Regions from separate parts of the Rattus norvegicus genome. Here region 2 is linked to region 1. Evidence: chromatin contacts called from public Hi-C data. All regions are on one chromosome and are shown on one strand. Each heading gives the region's core, a stretch centred on a gene start, on an enhancer-like site or on the middle of the called end of the contact. The rest is flanking DNA. Distances are from core to core; before and after follow the strand shown.

What was found. A called contact is a pair of places that touch in the nucleus more often than the background predicts.
Region 2: a Hi-C map of Schwann cells shows a contact between it and region 1, with 3 times the contacts expected there. The contact joins two enhancer-like sites. A contact is called at or near these places in 6 of 12 Hi-C or Micro-C datasets (Schwann cells, frontal cortex, kidney and 2 more).

What each region holds. Positions count from the first base shown.
Region 1 is chr1:52,941,149-52,945,567 of GRCr8, reverse strand. All of the region lies in intron 1 of Qki (QKI, KH domain containing RNA binding), which reads right to left. Among named protein-coding and RNA genes, the nearest start is that of Qki, 7.9 kb to the right of the region's middle. Within about 2 kb of position 2,942, at least 23 of the 93 cell types and tissues checked have an H3K27ac peak or open chromatin away from gene starts, as enhancers often do. A contact at or near this core is called in Schwann cells, where this site is marked.
Region 2 is chr1:53,042,197-53,046,343 of GRCr8, reverse strand. It overlaps Qki (QKI, KH domain containing RNA binding), which reads right to left. Exons shown (of 8, transcript NM_001414465.1): 8 at 1-2,075. The coding sequence ends at 2,059. Among named protein-coding and RNA genes, the nearest start is that of Qki, 110 kb to the right of the region's middle. Within about 2 kb of position 2,008, at least 4 of the 93 cell types and tissues checked have an H3K27ac peak or open chromatin away from gene starts, as enhancers often do. A contact at or near this core is called in Schwann cells, where this site is marked.

The DNA.
Region 1 (4,419 bases), core at 1,693-4,192:
GTGAAACTATTGTCTCTACTAATGTGATACAATGTAAAGCACACACCACCACCTCTGGTATATTCCAAACATGCTATTATTCAACCTGCTTTACCTTTTAAATCTAACTTCCTAAACCTAGTGAGGTGGTAGCACTCATATAATTCCTACGTTTGAGGGCAGAAGGATCACAAATTTGAGGCCACTCAAACACTACACACACAGTAGGTTCAAGGGTAGTCTGATATACAAAGCAAAGACCTGGTCTTAAACATACAAAACAAATACAAAATTATAAATATGTATATAGACATAATTTCCAACACAGTAAGTATAAAAAGAATAAGAAACAACTTCTCAATAAAGAAGTTCAAGTTGATGCATTTTTTAAAGTTGTTTCCAAATTTTAATAGATTTAAAATTATAAAAAGATTCAACTATTTGATTTGGACATTGCAGGAATAAAGAACACTCCAGATGCAACTACAGAAATCTGAGTAGTGACTCTTTTGTTAATGTAGTATCACTAATAAAAAAAATATTAATTTTGAAAGATAAAACTTTAAGAATGGATTATCAATGTATCTCTACCATATTTTAATCAATACTGACAATTCAGTTAAGCAGAAGTAACACATATCAGCAAAGTAATGCTCAAAAAATCTCATTATGCTTGCTAACACAGATTTGATTTAATACATGACATCACAAAAGTTTCTTCCTTCTTTTCAACTTTCATTTTAAAAAATTAAAAAGTGCAATTTTTGTCATGCAGTGGTGTTGCAATGCCCCTTTAATCCCAGCACTCAGGAAACAAACACAGATGGATCTCTTAAGTTTCAGGACAGCCAGGGATACAACAGAGAAACCCTGTCTCCTCCCCACCCCCCAAAAAAGCCCACAACTTAAAACAATTAAGTTCAATTCTCTCTTAAGTGATCAAAATTGGGCTGAAAACAACACACGCACGCACACAGGCACTCATGCACGCACATGCACACACACACTCACTTTTCTGACATGATAAAATACAATGTCAGAGCATTTGTCTAAACAGAAAAGTATCTTTGAAGTTTGCAGAAGAGGGCTTATGAAGCTTTGAGTTCCCCAGTCTTGTCCAGAAAGGAATCGTAATAAGTCAACCATATACAAATGCTTAACCTTCCACCCTGATTCTATATACCTATATGACGTGTTTTTATTAGTTTATGCACAAGTTCACTATGACATACCCAAAAAGTCCAAAACTTAAGAATTCCTGGAATAAAATTCAACTATCAAGTCCAGTATGTAGAAGCACCACAATCCAGTCCTGGTTTTGCCTACTCTCTAAACTTCACTTACTGTTCACACTACTACTCTGCAAGCATTTGCCATTCCAACTAACCAACTAATCAATATGTATGTTCTAAGAAAAGCTTGTATCCTGCCATCACCAGTCCTCATCCTTCTTTTCTTCCGGGGTCTTTCTTGTTAGACAGCCCTGACTGGCCTAGACCTTGCTATGTATATCAGGCTAACTTTAAACTCAGGCATGTGCCACTGTGTACTAATACAGTAGCACCTTCTGACTACCTTTCTGACTGTCCCCCTTTGTCCTAGAGCATACCTTCCCACTCACTTCATTCCAGACTACCAAGACCAGGTTACACTACTCAAGAAGGTCTACTTAATTAACACTTCAGGTCTGTACCTGTAAACTACCAGTTAAGGACTCTCAAGAACATAAAGCTAATAGTTAAAGCACCTTCCTCTGCCTTTCCGGTTTCTCTACCAGATTATTCCTACCAGAAGAAACTTAAAAATATTGATAGAAGAAGACTTCTCATATGAGCAATCTTTTGTATCTTATATCCTCAGAATAGACAGACTTTGCTTAGAAAAGGAGTTTATTCTATTTGTAAGAATAAAACAAATGATACAGCATTTGCCCAGCATGTATGAAGCTCTAGGTTCAATTCTTAGCATACAACTGTATCTAGGTAATAAAATTACTTTGCACAAAGAACTAAGACTTCTACTTCAAGGGTTTTTTTTTAATATAATTACAAATGAACAGTCACTCACCCTCCAGAAACTGGTATAGGAAATAGGATGTAGTAACTAAATGCGGCACACCTAACTCCCCAGCTCACAATCGTCTTTCTTTAGCACAGAGACTCTGAAACCTGTGGGTCATGACCCCACTGGAGATGGGAAGACCCTTTCACAAGGACCACGTATCTAATATCCTGCATATTTACGATTCATAACAGTACAAAATTAGTTATGAAATAGCAACAAAATAATTTTATAGTTGGAGGCCACCACCACATGAGACTATAATATTAAAGGTTGACAGCAGCTGCTTTATAGAGTGTCATTCTTAGTTACCTCCCTGACTTAAAAACAACAAAAACAGAGCTATGCCCCACGCTGATCTAAAGGTGAAGCAAACTTACCTTCCTGGCCTGAATCACTTATCAGTATTAAGCCTCTATATTAAATCTTCTAATGAAAAATACTGCCTTCCTCTGAGTGGTTACTAAAAATAACAGTAATAAAAATAGCAACACTGGTAAATGAACACTGAATTCATTTGTATAACAATATTTTAAGAACTGGGGCTCTATCCTTTGGTTACAGAAAAGTTCAAGTAAATTTAAATCCTCCAAACATACCTTTGATTTCTCACTTTTAGAATAACTGACACCTCCCCCCCCAAAAAAAGGTCTTATTTTTAGCTATTTTAAGAAGAATATATATTCTAGCTCCAAGAAGTTGACCAGCATTTGTTCAAGTCCAACATAGCACAGAAGTGGCAAAATTGCTTCCGTCTTCCCTCTGTTCACACAGGGAGGGAGGCTCTAACAGTTTTCCAGTGTGTGGAAATACACTGGAACTCTCTTCCTCTCAGTCTACTCGCATGAGTGGCACATACATCATAAAACAAGTCAGCATACAGAATGAAGGGCCTGCACCACCTCTACAACAACGAGCGAGCTTTGTGATAAAGGCAAGTCCCCACCCTCTCTAGACTGCTATGTCTACATTTTCTGGTCTCAGGTCCTAACAGTTCTGAATATGATCACTTGATTTGCACTAATTTTCCCTCCGCTAAGACTTATCCAAGAAATGTCTTTCTTGGTGTTATTTCTATATTCTCTTCCACAATACGTACGAGACGATTTTTGAAACTGAGTAAATAGTATGACATTGAAGTTTAAGATCCACAGTATTTTTAATTTTTACTTGTTTTATGTGTGTATGAGCATTCTGGCTTGCACATGATATACTATACGCTGTGTGAAGGTGCGTGCCTAGTGCTCAAAGAGGCTAGAAGAGGATGTCAGATGCCCCTGGGACTGGGGTTACAGATGGGTGTGAGCCATCATGTGGGTGCTGAGAATTAATCCTGGTCCTCTAGAAGAGTAGACAGTTCTCAACTGCTGGACCATCTCTCTAGCCCTTAAAATTCTGTACTATTTTTCCTAGGTCTTAAGAACTGTCTTAAGTTCTTAAGACTGTAACAAATATGTTTGCTGGATTTTGTCCTATGTATTTCAAATCATAAACCTAGCTCCCAATAACTTGCTACTGACCAAGCTGATCGTGCCCCTGACTCTATAATAATTTGGTTTTGTACTAAATCCAGAACAAGGCTTAAAAACCTGAACCTTTACAATCTTAGGCCCAGCAGATTAATCACTACCTCCACAACCTGCTTCTTGTCTTCCCTCTAAGTTCACCACCTCCACTATGCTGGCCAGCACTCACCTGGTGTCTTCCTTTACAGATCCACAAGCACTCTCAAGCATGCATTCTTCTTGTATCATACCCACAAAGGACCATTTTGTGGAATTACCTGCCTTTTCATGTTTTCTCCTAGCACTCTACTCCCTTTGGACAGGATCTAAAACAACCTGAACTAGACAATTCTTTCATAAAAATAACAGTAATGATACAAGGCCTATATATTGATTTTAAGAGCAAATGGCTAAAAAACTTACCTACATAATTCTAAAAATGTTAAAACTTACAAGGACTAATATAAGCACTGACATGTTTCTGTGTATGGATGGACATTTGGACATAATGACAAAAACAACCCTAAATAAGCAAAGGAATTTTATACTTCTAATTCCTACCCTTATCTATGATAATAAAGTAAAATCAATATTAAACACAGAATAACTACTACATATATATTACAAAGGGAGGGGGATAATTTTTATTGGATTTTTTTAATTTACATTTCAATGTTATCCCCTTTCCTGGTTTCCTGTCCATAAACCCCTTATCCCAGCCCCCCTCCCCCTGGGAGGGAGATTTTTTTTTTTAAGGAAAGAAAATGCAGTTACCTTTGTTCTCTAAGAGTCCAAAGCTTTCACTGATTATTACAAAACTGCTTTATGTGTTTAAAGTATTAGTGTTTAATTCCACTTCTATATTGTGATTAAA
Region 2 (4,147 bases), core at 759-3,258, 100 kb before region 1:
ATGGTTCCAAGTGAGACAGAATAATGGAGAGGTCACCGTGAAGGTGGCCAATGAGCTTCCTGCTGACCTTGACTGTGAAGCCATGAGGGTATGGAAGAGGGCATGAGTTGACGAGCCAGGAGTTCACAATCACTTGAGATTTGCCACATCTGGTACTGGGCAGTTCAATGACTTACTAACTCAAGTGTTTATATGCAGGCTTATATGCACACAAACTGCTTCAACTACAAAACTGTGTGACTTTCAAGAGAGAAACTCAAGAGGAAAAGGAATGGAGCTGAGCATCCAGTGTAGCTGTGATGCAGGCTTTCCACATTCCTTCAGAGTTAAAATGGTGTGGTTAGGAGCAGTTACTGAAGCCAGCAGAGATGGACTACATAAGATAGCTGATTAAATTTAGGTTACTTAACACTTTTTCAACAATAAAAAATTTCAAAGATTCATTTTTGTGAAAAAGTTTTTTAGGCATTACGATTATTTCTAATTGGTAAGAAAAAAAATCCATTGTATTCCTCTTCTCCAAATAAAATAAAGTTCTAATTTAATTTTGTCTGTAAACTGATGTTCAGATCTCACATAATTTTTTTTCTAAACTTCAGAATTCTTTGGGCTAACACTGAAGACGGTAATAACTAAAAGAACTCAATTATGATTTGTAAAAGAATGGCATTTTAAAATTTACTAGTCAGACATTAGAAAAGCTATCAAATTTTTTTTCACAGTATCAGATTTGGCAAACTGGCATCAAGATAACGTGACACAAATCTTATCATTTAGACCATCAACTCATTTGTCTCTCCTCATATCTCCTTTCACATACTGGGCGAGGGAGGAACATGCAGTAACTTTATTCTGAGGGAGGAGCTGATCTTACAGGACACTTGACTAAATGACCATGAAGGAAAATAAGGCACTTTCTTTTTCTTTAGACTTATTCCAATACTTAAAAAATAAAAAAGAAAGACAAAAAGGCTCTTTTGGTCTTTTGTTTCTTGACAACCACCAGAAAAAATCATTTAATGAAATAAAGGGTTTCTTTGTTCTTTTTCTTTTTTTTATAACACTTGAAAGTATAAAATGCTACATTTCCAAAAATATATATATTTTTTCTGCACCAGCACCCTTGTATAGTAAAAGTATCTACTTTTTGTTCATTTGTTTCAATGCACTACACTTTATCTACAATTTCATTACATGTATACAGCAAATAGGCAAGCATGGCTTTTACATCCTTAATGATATTTTCTATACAGGGAGGTTTAAAAAAAATATTTGAACAGTTTGCCCAGTAATGTGACACATAATGCATGTACCTTGTTCTCGTATAATTTTAAGTGGTGTAAAATAAAGATTTGAAAATTTTAACTCAGATACTCAACTTTTTAAAAATAGTGTTGTAGTTTTGTTCTTTGCATTACTTTTCAAAACTCCTTGTTAAGTTTTTCTCTCATGGCACACTTTGTTCTAATACTTCAAATTTTGGCAGGCAATATAAAAAGGCTGCAATGTCTGCCCTTTGAGGGCACTGTAGTGACTAAACAAACAGCATGTCAAATTTTGAATACTTTTGAAGTCACTTCCCCAATGACGTCCCTGACCGAAGGTTCATGCATGATGCATTGTCACACAGTACATTCAGAGAGAGCTTTGACTTCGCTAGGAAAGAAAAGGATTCCTACAAGTCTCTCACAGTAACTGCCTCTGTCACTGAGTAGTTAGGGCCATCTGTCTCCCCTTCTTAAGAGAGGCCTTCTTACCGTTCGCTTGGGGTGGGGCATTGAAAGATGATCAGTGCTGTGGGATGAATCGGGCCTTATTGCTTTACTACTATTCAGTGCAGGTTCTAGAACCACTTTCACCCAAACAGGGGGGGAAAAGCTGAGTTGGAGGACAATTTCTTTGTCTTTTGTTTGGTTAGATGGTAAGACGAACGGACAAGTGCCTCAGCTCGCTGCACTGACGACAGGCAAGCAAAGGCGATTACCAGTTAACTGATCAGCAGGCAGGCATGGTCAGGTCATCATTGGGTGAAGAGTTCAGAGGTCAGAAGGTCATAGGTTAGTTGCCGGTGGCGGCTGGGTGGTTAGAAACAAAAAACAAAACAAAAAAAAGAAAAGAAAAGATAGAGAAGAGATTAGTTTCAGCTAGTGACGGCTTAATGACAACATGAAAACTAATCACAACTAATAAAAAAAAGCATGTTGAATTCTGACAAACTGATTGACACCATCTACAGAATACAATAAAAATCATGACAATTTCATATCATGATTTGAACAAATGAAGAAGAGCCCACTCCCACAAAAAATAATTTGAAAAACCCAACTTGTTAACAGAAAAAATAGAAATAAAATACAGCTAACAACTAATAGTTAGTAGCAGTCAATGAAGGAAATTGGAAACGATGATGAACAGGTTTGGTATAAAGAATTCTCAACAGTCAGTGCAGTTATTAAGTATCTGACTGCTATTAAGCATTAGTATTCTCTCAGATGCAAGCAATAAAGCAACTATTAATGATGGATGTGATTATTAATAACTGATGATTAACAGAAATGAATCTAAGGAAATTTAAATTGCTATGAACAATTTGGTTCAACATAAACTCTGGGCCAAACAAAGTTTCTTTTGTTCAATAAATGTTTATTGCTTTTTCAATTATCCTATTTACAAACAACATGGGATTCTTGGCCTCATGATACAAAGCAATACTGTAGTCTAGCAGTGTAGGCAACATCATGGGAACCAGAAAAAGGCCAGGCCTTTTTTGCACCAGCCAACATTTTCCAGTTGAAAATACTAATTTACACATAAAGAACACTTATAAAATGCACTTGCATGTAAACACTGTAAAATCCTGCATTTAAAACTCTATACCTCAAAGAACTCTACGTACATAAAAAATAGAAGAAATTTCTAACTGATACCAAGAAGGCATTTTTAAAACTACAAACAGCTTTCTTTATTCAATTTCAAAGCTAATACTCTGCAAATACAATAAAATCTGACATTTCATATACATTCCTGCTTTATATTTTTATATTTTAAAAGAAGCCACCTGTAAATACTATTTTCTTTTGCAAAGTAACAAAAAAGAACAAAAAAAAACTTTAAAAAATTACAGTAAAACATAAAGTAGTTCTCAAGTGGAAAAGTTATCACTCCAAATGTCCGTGAGTAGCTCCTTCTTTAATCAGCCTCTCACATTCTACTTCACCAAACTTGGTCCACTTAACAGTAGTATAATGTTTAAGACTCATTCAACAGCTTAATTATTTCTACTATATTCTGAGGTTTGACAGAATTTTCTGTACTGTTGCCATTGAGACAAAGGCAGGAGAGATGTGAATGAAAAGATGCTCAGTGCAAGTTAGATACTATGCCACTTCATAAATCAAACCTAGTAGGTGTAATGTTCACAAGGTTTAAATGTTCTATATAATAGACCTATTTACCTCTGTATGACAAAAATGGTTTCTATAGTCTATCAATTAGGACAGTTTATAAATACTACAAAAATATTGTATCTTCAATATAATCAAATCTTCCCTGAATTTCTTAAAAGGAAGCAGAATTTTATTTAAATTTAAAACAAAACCAAAAACGCTGTTCCAAAGTCTTAAATTTTTGTAAGTAATGGTTTTTGTCAAATCATTACTTGGATAATTTCTGATTACGTTTGAGTCTGGATTATTTAACAAAGTACATCATCATATCCAGTACATCTAAAAATACATCCTCTGCCATGTCCTGGACTCCTACAGTACACACAGGTATGTCAACTGTGCAAAATCACGTATAGTTCACTACAACTATAAAGTCAGTTGGTCTTTAAGTTTCAAACTGATTTTGAAATAAGTGTGGAGGTGGGTTTGTTTTAGTAAGCAACTAGATACTTGTCAACCATGCAACTACTCTAAATGCTCCCATATAGTTACATGGTTATATTGTCCTCGGGCTGCTTCCTTGCATCAAATGAATGCTAATAATACTCTTCTCCTTAAAGGATTAAAAATAAAAAAATAAAAAAACAAAAAACAGTAGTATCATAAAATAATGTAAGTCGAGGGCTTCGGTTCTCGCCCTTAGACCCAGTGAGTACATGTGGTGATCATGTGCATGCATAAGTGATCTGTTTCTAGAAAAA